Regions from separate parts of the Anser cygnoides genome. Here region 2 is linked to region 1. Evidence: chromatin contacts called from public Hi-C data. All regions are on one chromosome and are shown on one strand. Each heading gives the region's core, a stretch centred on a gene start, on an enhancer-like site or on the middle of the called end of the contact. The rest is flanking DNA. Distances are from core to core; before and after follow the strand shown. Region 1 overlaps LOC106047298 (a long non-coding RNA gene). Region 2 holds the start of CRAT (carnitine O-acetyltransferase).

What was found. Hi-C and Micro-C count contacts between places; a contact is called where the count stands out from the background.
Region 2: a Hi-C map of liver shows a contact between it and region 1, with 9 times the contacts expected there. The contact joins the promoter of CRAT here to the enhancer-like site in region 1. A contact is called at or near these places in 2 of 7 Hi-C or Micro-C datasets (both in liver).

The regions. Positions count from the first base shown.
Region 1 is chr20:6,032,375-6,040,157 of Taihu_goose_T2T_genome, reverse strand. LOC106047298 (a long non-coding RNA gene) reads left to right here. Exons shown (of 5, transcript XR_007160187.2): 4 at 5,036-5,136; 5 at 5,821-7,783. Among named protein-coding and RNA genes, the nearest start is that of NTMT1, 36 kb to the right of the region's middle. Within about 2 kb of position 2,602, at least 3 of the 3 cell types and tissues checked have open chromatin away from gene starts, as enhancers often do. A contact at or near this core is called in liver, where this site is marked.
Region 2 is chr20:6,152,272-6,160,054 of Taihu_goose_T2T_genome, reverse strand. CRAT (carnitine O-acetyltransferase) reads right to left here and starts at 3,774. Exons shown (of 14, transcript XM_048053057.2): 1 at 3,621-3,774; 2 at 256-519. The coding sequence starts at 3,752. It overlaps PTPA (protein phosphatase 2 phosphatase activator), which reads left to right and starts at 4,038. Exons shown (of 9, transcript XM_048053203.2): 1 at 4,038-4,192; 2 at 5,993-6,093; 3 at 7,373-7,459. The coding sequence starts at 4,168.

The DNA.
Region 1 (7,783 bases), core at 1,353-3,852:
GCTGGGCGAATTCAAGGTGTAGCAGAAATTTAAACTGGAGCAGTCCCTGCCTTGTGCCCATGTCCCTCTGATGCCTGCAGGGCCCAGCGTCGATCACCGGCAGCCGTCTGACCCTCCCTCGGGGGCAGTAGCACCGGTGGGGTAGAGCTAATGCTGCCTGGTACGAAGCGGGTCTAACCAACCCCTCCCCGGCTCTCTGTCCTGGCTCCGGGCAAGTCTCTTGATGTCCTTGCTACCATTTTTTTTTGCTCGAAGAGGGTCAGGGCACCTCCTGGCTGTCCTACCAGGTGGAAGGGCGAACCTACAGGAGCGCGGCAGCGCTGGGGTGCTGCTCTCCCACCTGCTGGGCTGGGGGTGCACAGGGCTCACCTCACCAGGATTTCTCCTTCCCTCGGGGCAAGATGAGGAGAGAGCAGCTGTTTGCCTGGATGGGGATGGCGACAGAAGCTGCTGGGACCAGGGGCATGGGGAAGGGAGAGGGCCCCGGGCTCCAGCAGCCACCAAGAGTGCCTCGCGCCTGGCTGGGTTTAATTTTTTATGCTAGCTTCTGTTTGTGACGAACGAGGTGTTGTGGTTCCCGGCATTCGGGAGGGCAGAGGTGAATGAGGGAGCTGCTGGCTGGGCCACAAGCTGGCTAGAACCAAGCAAGGAAGGCAGAGGGCTGGCTGTGGCTAGCTCGGCTTGGCACGGCTGTGCCATCCCTGTGCACTACAAGGGTGAGCCAGCACCGGGTGGTGGCTCGGCTGTCACCGGCTGCCACCTGGGAAGGCGAGCTCTGGGCTGCCTTTGTGGCTCCGGGTGCTGGACACTACAAACCTGAAGACCTGCTTTCAGGTTACCCAAACCCGGAGCAAAGCCCCAGCTCTGTGCCGCAGGGACCCCAGCCCAGAGGGGCCGGGGGCTCTGCTCGTTGCGCCCTTTGCTCCCGCGCCCTCTGGCTCGCCAAGCTTCCCCAGCCGCGCGGCGCGGCGCGGAGGCTGTTTGTCTTCAGCTTGACCGTTCCTCCGCCTCCCCCGCCTGTCTCCTCCGCTTCCTCATTCTCGGTGTCGGGTTGAGCAAGAGCAGAGCGGAGCCTCCTCGGGATCAGGGTGAGGCCGGGGGGGCCTTGAGTTCCAAGTTCCTTTTTTTTTTTTTCTCTTTCCTCCTCCTTCGCCCTGCACACAAAGCCGGGCTGTGATGAAACTCCATCTCTGCCTCGCTTGCAGCGTTCATGCACGGCACATGCTGGAAATAATTGTCCTTGGTGGGGCTCTGCGAGCTGCAGTGATTTAACTGAAAAGAGGTGGAAAGCAGTTTTATTTCTGCGCTCTGCGTTTTGGTCTCGCGGTGGCCCCCGGCTACAAGGTGGCTCGGAGGCAGGCGTGAGCTGGGGCTCTCCGTGCCCTGGGCCTGATCTGGGAGCTGTGAGACCGCATTGTGTAGCACCAAGCCCGAGTTTCTGTCTCTCGCCGTTCAGCAGCGCTTATCGCATTGGGCTCGACATGTCTTTGATCTGCTCGAGCTCCAGCGGAGAAAGCCGTGGCTGCCTGCAGCGCACCGCGTAGTGCTGGCACTGCTACGGACGTGCTGTGAGCCCTCCGCGAAGTCCCTGTGGGTTTCACCAAGCTTGGGGTCACATCCTGCAGGGGGGATTTCTGTAGGTGCCGAGCCGTGCCGATAAAAGGCAAATGTGCTCCGGGGCCAAGCGTTGGAGGTATTTGGAGCAAGGATTTTGTCCAAGCGCACTTAAGGGCCCGTCTTCAGCACAGAAAGGGCAAGAAAGGGCTGGCCAAGGCCACCAGAACATCTCTCCGAGTGGTTCTGGGTCTGAGCTGAGCAGAGCTCAGCATTGTCGGGGTGTTCCCGAGTTCCTGCATGTGGGGTGCGTGCTCAGCACCCCGGGCACAGCTCGCTCCTCCCCTGCTTTGCCCCTGAGCCACACCAGGTCTCCTCTTCTCATTCCCCTAACTTGCCAACTCGCCCTGATGTATCGCAGAGCTTATCAGGCTTTTTTTTTCCAATAGTGGAATCTTCCTCCACAAAAACATTTTGTTTTATTCAAAATTCCTTTTTTCTTTTCCTTATTTTTTTTCCCCAAATAGCCAACCCATTCTTCTTTGAGTCTCCACAGATTTCTGCCCTCTGCCACTGGGGATCTCTGTCGCCGGCTATCTCCGCTGGCTTTAGCTCTCTGCGCTTGGTCAAGGTCAGATGTGGCTCTTTTCTGCTCCCACTGGAAACGAGCCCAAATCCTTTCGCTGTGGAAACGCGGGGCTGGTGGCACAGCCGTCCGCCCTCGGTGAGCACCTGCCCGCCACCGCTCCCAGTGTCACCACTTCTGCCTCCTGGGGGACGTGCCAGTGAGGAGGAGAGGTCCGTGCAACCCCTAAACTTACTTTCTCCCCCCCCCGAGTCAGGAGGATGCGATCTCACGCGTGTTCCTTGGGTCTGTGCAGAGAGGCTCGTGCATTATTTACCGTGCTGTGCAGACGGAGCCAGCCCTGACCCTGCTCTCACCCGGCTGAGATCGGCAGCGGAGGGAGCGAACCCCTCCCGGTGGCACCGTGCCGGTGGCTGGAGCTGGGCTCAGGTTTCTCGCCGGACGGATCTGGTGGCCCAGCAGCAGTGTCCGGCTGTGCTGCCCCTCGGTGTGGCACTGGGGGGGATTTGGGGTTGGGCCCAGCCCCGTGTTAGCCCCCCAGAGCTGCACCCACTGGTGCTGTGCTGGGGGTGCGCGAGGCGGGCTGACCGTCAGCCCTGCGCAGGCACTTGGCGGCAGACCCAAATTCTTGACTTTTGGCCCTTTGGGGGGGGGGGGGCATGGGGTGGGGAGGAGGAGGGATGTGTTGTGTTCAAGCCCCGTTTTGCCTCCACCACCCCCTCACCATGAAAACAGCCCCAGCAAGACGCTGCACCCGCCGGCACACAGCTTGGCCCCCTCTGCTCTCCCCATCGGGGGGCCGGCTGGGGCGTGGGGGCACCTGCATAATGCACCCCCCCTCCCCCCTTTTGCCCCCCTCCCCTCCAGATCTCGCATCTCCTAAAAAACCCCCTTCTCCCCGGCTGCTTTTTCTTGCTAACCTCCACTTGCTTTGCCTCTCCTCCCCTCCCTCCCTCCTCTCCATCTCCCTCCCTCCCTCTCTCTGGGGGGAAAAAAGGTCATTGCGCAAATGATTAGTCAGAGCTCAGTTGCTGTAGCAACCGGCTGCTGGAACTGGGACAGGCGTGCAGCGAGGACAACGGAGAGGTCGACCATCAGCGAGGGCTGGGGAGCCCAGCCTTTGTATTTGCTTCCCCGAGCCGGCGAGCGAGGCGGTGCGAAGCCCCCTGCCCCACGCCACGCACGGGGACGCATCCCCGCCCGGCCGTGGTGGCGGTGCCCGGGTTGGGACGTCGCCCGGTGGCGTGGTTGGAGCTGGTGGCTCGGTGCCACCACGGTTCTGGAGCACCCCGGCTTCACCCGGCCACCTGGCTCCGTCCCTCGGGGCCATGCCCCCGCTCAGGGCGGTTTCCTGCAGCCATGCAGGGCTCCGGGGCTCCTCGTCCCCTTGCGACATCCAGCACGGGACGTACAAAGCACAGGATCTCCTGGTGCGGCACGAGGAACCAGGCATGAGCTGTGTCCTGCCTATGTCCAGCTCCAGAGCACCCCTCTCCATCTGCCTCTGACCCCCTGAGCAGCTTCAAGCAGGGACGTCTCCAAATCCTCCTTTGCTCCCTGCCCCAAAATCGAGGACAGCAGCGATGGCCGGGGGCTGCTTACCCCTGGAGGACAGAGCGAGGGCCCTCCTGGGGAAGGTCAGGCCGTGTGCACGGTGGTTTGCACCACCACAACTGTGGTCTTCAAGACGTTTTCTTGCTGAGGCTGCTGCACAAGCTCTGCCTGTCCCAGCCCGGGCACCGTGGCCGAGGAGGAGCAGCAGAGCCAGCAGCAGCGGTGTGCAGCCCGGCAGGACCCCGTGCTGGGCTGCAAAATGGGGAGGGCAGAAGGGGGGCCCGTTGCAGTCCTTGCCCTGGGCAGCACTGCCTCTGCAGCTCCATGGCTCTGCTGTTTTTCCTCTTTAGTCCCCGAAATCCAGCTACACCTCCAGGTCTGCCTGCTCCCCTCACCAGCCTGGGAGCAGACCTGGTGTCCCACGTTAGGGTGAGGTGGGAGAACCGTCTCCATTTCTGCTCTTTGCCTTGCACACCATTCAAGGCGTGCATAATGCGGGTTTACCTCGTAACACGTGCTGCCTTTGAGCGAGCTGCTCCCTGCTCTTTGTGTGCTGAGCGGGGATCTGGGGCCATGCTTGCTGTACGGGGGGTAAATGGGCTTTGAGACCCCCCTAAGGAAAGCGCTGAGGACAATTTGGGGGCTGTGGCAGCTCCGAGCTGGTACCAGAGCTGCTGGGGAGGGGATGTGAAACTTCAACAGAGGCATCTTTGGGAGAGCTGGGTGGGCTCCGGATGGGATTTAAGGGATGTCTTTGGTCTCCTGCATAAGGTCAAGCTCTGCACGTGCATCTAGGAGGCTGTGGTTTGGTGTCCTCAAGCCTAGGAAACGATTTCAGTCTGAGTTTGTGAGAAGAGCAGGAAAGGGCTATTTATGCAGAAAATGGCTTCCAATAAACAGGCTTCCTCTGGGAGCAGAGAGAAATTGCTGAGATGTGCTGGAAGTCTTTTCATTTTCCTGGGACCCTCCCTGAGTGCCGAGAGAGACTAGGCCGTGCCGGCTCTTGGCCGTGTCTGCAGCTCCCCAGAGCCCCCCCGGGGTGGCTGCGGATGGAGAGGGGCTTCCAGGGTGCAGCTCCCACCATTTGCCTCATCTCTCATCTCTTCCTTCTTTCCCTAAAGCCTCGTTTTTTGAAGTTGCGTGGCTGCAGAGCGCTGGCAGGGGGTTCGCTGCTTTCAGGGCTCCTTCCCTCGCCGTAGCAGAGAGGAGCGCAGCAGCGTGATGTAAGAGTGGCCTACAGGCTCAAAAGCCAGTAGGGAAATAAAAACAAGCCAGCCGCTCTCCTTCCTTTTTTCTCTTGCAAATCTCATCATTTTAAATGCCGTTCCCTGTTTTTTCCAGGGTCTGGAAATCTTTGGGAGATCTGAATGCTCGGAGCTGATCCCGCTGTGTCTGCGTGCTGCTTACCTTCAGTGCTGGGGTTGTGTTTTCCTTTGGAGGCGGTGGGTGCAGCTTCAGTCCAGCTGACTAATATTTCAGGTTATCGGAAATGACAAAAAGAATGAATGAATGAATGAAGGGCCTCCAGGAGAGAGGCAAAAATCCCTGTGACTCACTCCAATAATTTGCATTTGAGCCCAAAACCAGAAAATGGTGCCTGCTCCCTGCCGCCCCTTGCAATGTGCTGGGAGACTGCCGCCACCCAGAGCTGGGTCCCCCTTCCTTGGGCGATGGGACCACCTAGTCCCCAGGCCATCACCACTCCTTTTTGCTACGTCTCCCCTCTCTCAGCCCCCTCCTTACTCCTGTAGGACCCCCAGGGTATGGGTAGGGGGGTGGCTGTGCTAGTGCTTGAAGGCTGCCACCCTGGAGGGAGCATCCGTGAGCTGCAAGAGGCAGGGAGGAGGTTTGGGAACATTGGCCAACACTTCTTGTACCTGCTTGCTGCTGGTGCCTCTTCCACCTTTTTATCCAATATCTCCTGGAACCGTTTGCACCCCGCCATGTCCTGCAGCATGAGTCTTGCTACTGTGGTGCCTGCTCAGTGAAAAGACACCAAGCAGGTGCCTTTTTATGCCAAGCCTCTGCTTAGTTCGTGCCTTAATGTGGGTGGTGCTTGTGGTTCCTGCGTGCTTTGGGTGCTCTGCAGGGCTTGGAGGGACTGCTGAGGCTTTTTTCCTCTACAGGTGATATCTGAGAGACTTGAAGCGAGCAGTGATGTCTTTGATGGTTTGGGAGCACGTCCACGGCCGTGTGATAGCTCACGGCTTGGAAAGGGCAGCGGGGGGAAGGCTGGGGACATCCCAGTCCATCCCACGGCAGTGGTGGAGGTGGATGCTGTCCGAGGGGGTGGGGAAGCCCTAGAGGCATTTAAAAACAAGTGCTCGAGGTCTCACCCACACCACCGCTGTGCTGCGCTTTGCTGGGAACCATCTGCGGAGCAGGATGGGGCCGGCTGCGAGGCCCATCTGCGGCGCACACCCAGTGGCAGGATGGATCCGGGCTGGTTGAGCCTGGACTGAACGTGGAAGATGGGCAAGGAGCACGGGGGCAAAGGAGCGAACCCTTTCCCTTCATCCTCCAGTCTTAATGCGCTTGTGCTCCTCCCAAGAAATGTTGCTTGTGAGCATTTGTCAGTGATTGCCATCGAAACTGGAGAAAATCCATAAGCTGGGGTCAGGCACCTCTTCCAGGCTGTCGTGTCAGGAGGCTCCCTCCGCCTCCTGCCTAAAACCGCAGGGAGCAGCCCCCGTGCTCAGCCCTGGTGCTGCCGTGCTCCGGGAGGTCTCCAGCAGGTGTTGGATGGTGAGGGGCTGGAGCGGTGCCCTGGGGATGCCATGGACCCGGGGAGATGCCCAAGTAGTGCCCGGCAGATGGGCTTGGGGTGATGGGGCTTGGAGGAGGACCCTCGAGGGAAACCCACCGCAGAGCTAACACATGCTGTCCTTTGGTTTGTGCTTTTGTTAAGGGTCCTGGCCCGGTGCACGTGGGACGTGCGGGCAGGGAGTGCCCAAGGCCAGTGGGGAATTGTTCTGAACTGAGCAGCTCCTCGTTGGAGAGGACATTTCACCAAAATGGGACGTGGGCTTGCTGCTGAGCGGTGGTCACACAACTTGGGGAGAAGCCCAGCTGCTTGTCTTGGCATTTAGCTCACTGTGGGGCTGGGGGAGCACGAGGAAGCCGCTCACCCCCAGGCACGGCAGGGGTTTTGCTTGGGGTTTGGCACGTTGCTGCTGGTGCCAGCGGGGTGGGTGCTCGAGCGCCCGGCTCATGGTGCTGGGCAGAGACCTGCAACTCAGCACATCCATAGGGTTGGAGGGTTCCTGGGTTGGTAATCTCGTGCCCTTAAAAGCTTGTGTGTGTTCACTTGAGCATTTATCAGTGCATGATGGCTTATTTCTTGTATGCCTGTGAGAAAGCAGCCAGCCAGCAGCTAAGGGAGTGCCTGATGGTGCTGCTGCAGGGAGCCAGGCTGCCTTTCCTGTCCTCGCCCATCCCAGCTCCTCCGCCTGGCCTCAGACGAGCCCCAAAAGGACCGGGGTGGTTGGCCTTTGGTGATGTGCACCCCAACGGTGAGGGTCAGCCCCGATTCACCCTGCGACGGCAGTGAGGAACAGCACGTCCCCGTGCAACCGAGCCCCAAAATGGCACGCGGGGAATGACGCAGCGAAGGTGAAATATCAAAGGGAGAAGGGGAAGTGCGTGGAAGGAGCAGGGGAAGCGGAGGAGAGAATAGCCGGAGCTGACCTCAGCGGGGCGGGAGCGGGGTGGGGAGCCCGGCTGCACGCATGGAAGGGAAATGGGAAGAGGATACAGCTGGGACCGGCCAGCGCCGCCACCGTCCGCGCCCTGTGCACCGGCACGCGCTTGCCCTCACCATTGGATTTGCCTCTTCCCACTTTCCTAAGGACACGCTTTGTGGATGGACCATCCCAGTGTGGTCCAGGGGAGCTGGCCGGGTCCTTTCTATACCACTCCCGTGCCTACCAGTGCCCGGGGATTGCAGCAAAAGCATCCAGCCTGGTGCCACTGAGCACGGTGCTCGCGTGTGGCTGCGTCCCCGTGCCATGGGTGGGCAGCTCGAGGAGCCAGCCCCCATCTCGTGCTCAGCATCCCTGCTCATCGCAAACCCTACTGCTGGCAGCCACG
Region 2 (7,783 bases), core at 2,525-5,024, 120 kb before region 1:
TCTTAGGGCAGCTGTGCGATGCTAACAGGTTAAGGGATTTAGTGACCACAAACAAGGTCAGGGACTCCGTTTCGTAAGCTCCGCTCACCCAGATCCTGGTGAACCTGCACAGCTCAGGGAGGCCAGCGGCAGGCTGCTGACGAAGATGATGCAATAAAAACACAGATCCCGGTGGATGCAGCCAGCACGTCGGAGAGGTGTGCAGCAGACCGCCTCCCTCCCTAATCAGCGCCCGGGGCCAAAGTCCCGACCTACCCAGTTCTCTGTTTTCTTGGCTCTCCTCTCCAGGCCTTTCTGCAGCCTCTCCCCGACGCCTCCCGGCTTGCGGAACTCGGCCACCAGCTCCTGCGTGTGGTTCAGCTCCTCCTCGCTGATGATGGGCTGCAGCATCTGCAGGTAGCGGTCCAGCGTCTGCTGCAGCGGCGGCACGGGGAGATGGGGCAGCGCTTCTTGATGAAGCAGGAATCTGCCCGGGATCTTGCCTAAAGCCGTCGGCTTCAGCAGGCCATAGGGCCTGGCCTGTAAAGCACAGAGCACATGTCGAGACACACATTCCCCCCGATGTCCGTGAGGTAGCAAATAACCTAGATCTGGGAGTCTCCATCCCAGATTGAAGGTGCACGGAGGTCTCAGCATGGGAGCAGAGCACACGAAGCGCCAGTGCAAGGTTCAGGTCTGCTGGCTGCATGCTCTAGCAATCTCTAGTCTCGTCTCTAGATGGTTGTAGGATCTCCCAAGGATCTCTGCTTGATCTCCCGAGATCCTGATTCCCATCTCATCAGAGGAAACACCGCCAGGATAACGAAACATCTCCCAGTGTCTGGGCATGTTTCAGCTGTGTTTGACAATGTCAAACCCTTCCATCCCATGTTAAGTGGGAACAAAGTAAATTGTGAAAGAAATTTCCTCTTAGCCAGAAACTGTTTCATCGCTTCTTATGATGTACAACAGCATCGTACGATACCCTCGTGCCAAATCAAACAACCCTTTACACTTTGAGGAGGCAGAATGTAGTTAAGGCGAGTCAAATCTGAGGCACAATTAACTCCCCCCGCCCCAGCTTTGGCCAGGGATGGTTTATCACCAGCGACGGCTGGGGAGGACTGGCTGTGATGTGCTGGCCCTGGGGCAACGCTCCTTTGTGCTGGTGAACCCCCCCCAGTTCGTGGAGGACCCAGCTGTATTAGGAGGACCTCTATCTAGTGGTGCCGTTACGGATCTGGCCAAATTATAGGGATCTTTGGAGAGGGGTCAGAGTGAACTGTTCGGGAAATCGTGGCTGCTATAAACAGGCTGCACAGATCGGACAGGGAGCGAAAGCCCTTAGAAAGCTCCGCACCAGATGCTCTTCTACAGGACTCTGGACTTTGCCTGAGGATGCAAAGCCAGTGAGAACATGCCCTTTGCTTTCCAAAGCAATAAGAAAATAGGTGTCCGCCAGCCCCCACCTCCCAAGAGTTAAGCACGGAGAAGAAGAAAGCTAAGTCTGCAAGGCGACAAAAGCCTTCTGTGCAGTGCTGAGCCCCCAGCAAAAATGCTCTACGCTCCTCGGAGGACCTGCTAAGAACTATGGGGTCAAGATCTGGGGAAGGAATGTTAAAAACAAGAGAAGGGGGAATTACTGAAGCATGAAAGGAGAGGGGCTGGGAAGAAATGAAGGGGGTTAATCATGGCAGCGTGGGCATACTGTACCTTCTCTGCTTGCTTCTGCTTCCTATCCATGGCTGGGAGGACAGAAATGATCGTAAAGCTCTCCCTCGGCCTGTCTTGGTTTCCTCTTCCCCCTGACAATGTGCTGCCCGTGCAGGGCGTCACCTCATTAGCAAAGTGCCACATGACTGCTCTGATCAGAGGGCTAAAGGCCAGACACAGGCCCGGGAGAGCCGGGGGTAATCTGCGGGTAATCGGACCGTCCGATTGCATCAAGCGCCGCAGAGGCACCTCTCCAGGAAGCCCTCCCTCGGCCGCTGCCCGTCAGCCCCGCGTTGCCCGTTCGGTGCCTGCTGCTCTCTCTTCGATCGATAGTTCTGGGCCCCCAGCCATGGCAGAAGTGAGGGTGCTGGGCATGTTTTTCCCTCAGCGCGCAGGAGCGGAGGGGGGGGCTTCTCCCTTAGAGGCTGCCTGCAGTGAAGCTGCAGCAGCCAGGGGGAGGGGAACCAAAATACCTGCGGGCAGGAGGGACCCCAAGTTCTGTCCTGGAAGCAGGCGGCACCAGGGGGTGTCACTGCATGGGACAAGCACGGGAAGCACTTCTGTGGGTGATGGGGAATTTAGTCCCTTTACTCAGGTAAAGGTGGCCAGAGGGCGTTGGATGAGGACAGCTCTCCAGCAGGAACGGGTCAGTGACTGCGTCAGTAGGGGAATTAGTGGGAGACAGGAGCAGGTTCACTTTGGGGCTAAAGGTGGTGTCCTACTGCCCTCGCCCCCATGCACGTATGATCGTTATTGCACGGCTGTGGGGAGCTCTGGGCCATCAACCCTTAAAAAGAGTAAAAAAAGTATCTCCAAAGCAGGGCAGCAACAGAACTGTGCTGTCACAAGGACTATTTCCCCATCTTTATGTCTGTCTGATCTACTGTGGGGCAGATGAGCAGGCTTTAACGTAGCTAAGATCAAGTATGATAATCCCAAGCAACGAGTTTCATATTTCCCTAGGGTTAACCAGGAAAATCCCAAACCACAGTGAGAACGCCCCCGTTTAAAAGCACGGAGCGGTTTTGCATCGTTCCTCTTTCACGTCCTCTGCTTGCTCGGTGCGAGGTCAAAGCGCAGCACTTGGTGGGAGGAGGAGGAGGAGCAGCGATCGCGGCCGAACAGAGGAGAGGCAGCCGGCAGCAAAAGACAGCGCAGAGCCCACCTTTTCCCCACGAGCGACGGGGAAAACGAACACGCGCGGGGTGCGCGGCCGTGGCCGGCTCGGGCTGGCGCCGCTCCCCGGCCCCGTTGCAGCTCGGCAGCTGCCCTTTCCCAGAGCCTGCCAAGCCGCTGGGAAACCCACCTGCGGGCTGGGGCTGGAGGGCAGCAGGCATTTCAGAGCCGGGTCCGATTCCCAGCACGGCCGGAGGTGTCAGGTGGCGGCGGGGTTTGTCTTTTCTTTTCAATCGGAAACCGGAGCCCTCTCGCACCCCGAGAAAGCGGCTCGGGGGGCGAGGCCGTCACGTAGCCCCCGCTGTCCGCCGCCGCCGCCTCCTCCTCCCGGGGGGATCTGCCGGGGGGCTGCCTTCCCCTGCCTGCCCCTCGGCAGGGGCGTTGGGACGGGCGGCCCGGGGGGGTGCGGGGGTCACCGTCCCCGGGGGGAGGGGGGGGGGGGGGGGCTCACGGCCGGGCCGGACGCGGTGCTTGGGGCCAGGCGCGGCGGTGACACGGGCGGCAGGGGACGGCTGGAGCAGCTGATCCTGAAGGGCTTCTCCAACCCTACGCACCCAGAATGACGTTCCCTCGCGGTTTTAGGGTTCCCTGAACGCCAACCCCGCAGGGCTGAGCCCCCCCCGAGCCCCCCCTGCGCGCCCCGTGCCCAGCCCCGCTCCAGCACCCCCCGCCCGGTCCCGTCCCGTCCCGGGCCCGCCGCCGCCCCCTCGCCCCCCCCCGGCCCTGCCCAGGCCCGCTGGGCCCCCACTCACCGCCGCCCTGGCCACGAAGGCCAGCATGGCTCCGCGCCCGCCGCAAGGACACCGGCGACACCGGGCACCGCCGCCACCGCCGCCGCCGCCGCCCCGCTCGGCCGCCAAGGGGCGGGGCCGCCCCGCCGCCATCTTGGAGCGGGGCGAAGCCGGCGCTGCCATCTTGGATAAGGGCGCAGCCCCGCCGCTGAGGGAAGGAGGCGGTTTCCGAAGGGCGAGGCGGCTCCTCCGCAGGCTGCTTTGCTCGGAGCTCAGCGAGGGGGCGCCCTGCCCGCTGAGGAGCGCCTCTCCTCCCTCCTAACGCCGCTCAGCCGCTCCCCGCTTCGCCCTTCACAAACATGGCCCTGTGGGCAAAAGCCGTGCCCTACACCAAGATGGCGGCGGGGGCGCGACGGTGGCCGGGAGCGGCCAAGCCGGCGGCTGCCTGCCGCTGCCCCTCAGTGCCGGGCGGCGTGCCCTTCTCAAAGATGGCCGCGGGCGGCTTCAGCGCGTCCTGGGGGTGAGGGGGGAGAGGTGGCGGCGGCGGCGGCGGCCGGGCTCCGGGAAGATGGCAGAGAGCGAGCAGCGGGCAGGTGACGGGGGGAGCGCGGCCGGGAGCCGGCGGGGCCCTGACGGGGTCCTGGGGATTCGGGGGACTGGGGGGGGGGCGGCTCTTTGGGGGGTGGCGGGGGGCTGCCCCGTTTTTGGGGGGAGAAGCCCGCTTTTTTGGGGGGGCTGCCCTTTTGGGGGGAGAAATTCCCTTTTGGGGGAGGAGGAGCTGCTCTTTTTGGGGGGGGAGCTCCCTTTTTTATGGGGGGGACCTCCCCCTTTTTGGGGGAAAAGCTCCCCTTTTTGGGTTAAAACTCCCCTTTTGGCGTCCAAAGCGGCTGGTACCGGGCCGGGGGCGGTCCCTGTGCTGAGGGGTTTGGGGCCACCGCAGCAGGCCGGGGCTGGGCTGTGCCGCCCGCTGGTCGTGCCTCAGTTTCCCCGTGGTGAGGGACGGGCAGCACCGAGCCCCTCTCACGGCGGGACCGGGACCGGGACCGGGCTGGGAGCGTCCGGGTCCTGGGGCCCTGCACCCCGGGGCAGGCCCTGGCCTCCTCTCGGGTCTTTGCGCGTCGTTTGTGGCACCGAACAAGTCGGCGTTTGCCTTTCCCACCGCAGCTCTGGAGGTTTTCGCTGCGCTCGTGCCATAAGCTGTGTTATAAAGAGCGCCGTCATCGTGGTGCTAATCGCTGGGTGAATTTTCAGAAGGCAGGGAGACGTCTTTCTTCTGAATTCCTCACGTCCTGTTCCTCTCATCCCTGTATCCGGGGTTTTACTGGAACCTATGATCGGGGACAAACCTAACACCCGAGGCAGGTGATGAGACTCCGTCAGTTCTTAGACGGAGAATCGTTTCTAAGGTTACGTGACAGATCTGTAGCAGATTCTCTGTGGTTCCTGGGATTTTGGGTTCCCTTTCCCCTGATCTGCCTGTTCGACAGCGCTGCTCTGCTGCTTCTGGGGAGTATCTCGGTGTAAGTGCAGCCTGCGATGTTTTGGGGAGGTCCAGTTTGGAGCAGTACGCTGCGGAGCCGGTGCCTGAGCTTGCTGGGGCGTGGAGAGCAGCCACTGAAGTGCTGCCAGCGCTGAACAAACGCCTGCAGGTTTTTTGGGATTAAAATGATGAACCGGGCGACTGTTAAGAGAATTCACGAATTCACATTAGCACCCGGTTCCCCTAACAGGGGTCTGCTGCACCGCCTCATGCTAATTAAAGTTGCGCTTACAGGAACGTGTTTGGGTTGGGATGCCCAGGGGAAGAGCTGCGTTAGTGATCAGCACGCGCATCAAATGTTATATTAACTGGGCTCTGGTAGCGCTTTACGATTTAAATGCTCTTTGTAGCTTCCACCTGGAAGGTGCTGGGTCCCATCGAGCCCCTGGGCTGGCGGCTGTGGCTCTGGACTGCCGTCCTTTGAATCGTTCCTGCTTTGTCTTTGCAGGAATTGTCCCTTTTAGGGGAACGTGGTTCGTGCCTAGCACCCTAAAAGCCAGGCAGGGTTAGTTTGTCAGGGAAGTTCAGTGCTGCAGCGTGACCCGAGGGCAGAAATAATGAAACTAGCTGCATGTTGGCTGTGCTGGCTCCTGCAAACTTCTCTGCCTGGATTGGAAACGCGTCTTTAGTAGTGAAAACAAACGTAATGCAGCCTCCTGAAGCCCCGAAGGGTCCTTAGGGGAATGTTTCCGGGGATTGAGAAGGATACTGTTTGAGCGGGACACGGTGAGATAATGGCGCAGGCTGGGATGGGTTTCTTTGCTTTCTGTCTCCTGGGAAATTACTGCTGATTTCTAAGAGAGGAAGGTTATTCTCCGCTGCCTCTGGTTTACTTCTTTCTTGCATCTCGCAGGCACCTCGGAGGAGATGGCTCCTCCCATCCAGCAGAACTTCATGATCCCCAAGAAGGAGATAAACATCGTTTCTGACATGGGCAAGTGGAAGCGCTCTCAGGTATGGCTCCGGGTTCAGGGAGAACTGGTGAGTGCCAGGTCCGGCCTGGGAACAGCCACTGGGGAAATCGGGTGCGGGCAAGTAATGAGAAATTAATTGACCCGTGTTAAAGAGGGAGAGTCACTGCCTGTTTGTAGGAAAATGACTTGGCAGGGGGGTGGTGTGGAGCCTGGCAGCCAAATGTTCTGAGAAGGGTGTGAGCCAGGGAGAGCCCAAAGGCTGGGGGGGACTGGGGGTGCGTAAGCATTGCTGCTGCTCCCTGCCAGTGTGCAAGACTAGAAGCTGGTCGCTATTTCGCCCTACCTAGCCCGTAAGTTATATCAAAACTGGGTTTACCCCGCACTGTTTGAACTCAGCTTGGACGTGGTCCTGCTGCCTGCCCTCTAATAGCATTGGGCTGGGCGGATTCCTGGCGCCTGCCCACCTTGCTCTATGGAAGGGGCCAAGGCCTTCAATTTCCTGGGTAAGTTTTGTTTATAATATGCGTGGGGCTGGCGGGGCAGGCAGCTTCTCTGCCCTCTGCCTTTGAGGGATTGGGGTTACGGCCCAGACTTGTCCCTCCTGTTGGTCCTGCTGCTTAGGAACAAGTTCTTGCTTGATGACTGATCTGAGAAGCTTAAATTATAGGCAGGTCTTGAGCAAACTTGTGGATGCAGCTCCCTTTACTGAGGCTCCTGGGCTCAAGGGCTTGCTCCTGACCAGGATTTCTGTTCAGGAGGGTCCCAAGGAGGAAGAGATGGCAGCATGCTGCTCTATCCATTTCAGAGACTTCAAGCTACTGAACTGCTCTGGATTTGATGCTTCAGAAGCAGCATATTTAAATAAAATAGCAGTCTCCCATTTCTCCGTCACGCATGCATGCGGGGAAGAGTAGAAGGAAGACGGGGAGCTAATGGCACAGGTCTGGGAGAAGCAGTGCAGAGCAGGGTGTCTGGGCACAGCTGAGACTCTGCAGAGCCATGGGGTTTGAATTTGACCTGATAAGAGGCAGGGAGCTGAGGGAAGGGTTTCAGGGATGGCGTGAGCTTTCTTTGAATTCTTCCCCCTGTAATTTTTGCGGCGATGCAGAGCTCTCAGTGCAGTCACCATCTGCCTCTGAGGTCTGCCAAAAATAGCAATAACCTCACAGCAAGCCCCGCGCCCTGGCTGTCTCCAGGAAGGCAGCGCTGTGTTCTGGGAAGGGCTCCCTTGGTGTGCAGGAGTGCTCCCGTGCCACGGCGCTTGGTCAGACAGACCGTGGGTGCTCCCTAACGCCCTTCCCTCTCGGGTGTGCTCGCAGGCGTATGCGGACTACATGGGCTTCATCCTCACCCTGAACGAAGGCGTCAGAGGCAAGAAGCTGACCTGTGACTACAAAGTGTCAGAGGTAGGAGAGGAGTTTGGATCCACTCGTTTCTCCCTCTTTTCTGCTTTTGTTTTTTTTTTTTTTTTGGTCTCTACAATATTTTTCCTAGGCAAGGAATGAATTGGCTGCGTATCTGGGAGCCAGGGAGTCTAAATGTGGTTGAGCTGTGTTTGGGGATGCAAATGTCAGCCTGCGATGCTCCCCCCAGGATGCAGAGGCTCTGCGTGTGCCTGTAGGGTAGGAAATCGAGCGAGTTACAGGTGGATGGAAACTGCTGGTAGAAAAGAAGATGCAGAAAGGACGTGTTTCGTCCCTGCTTTTACAGTCCGGCTTCAGCCGGGGGCG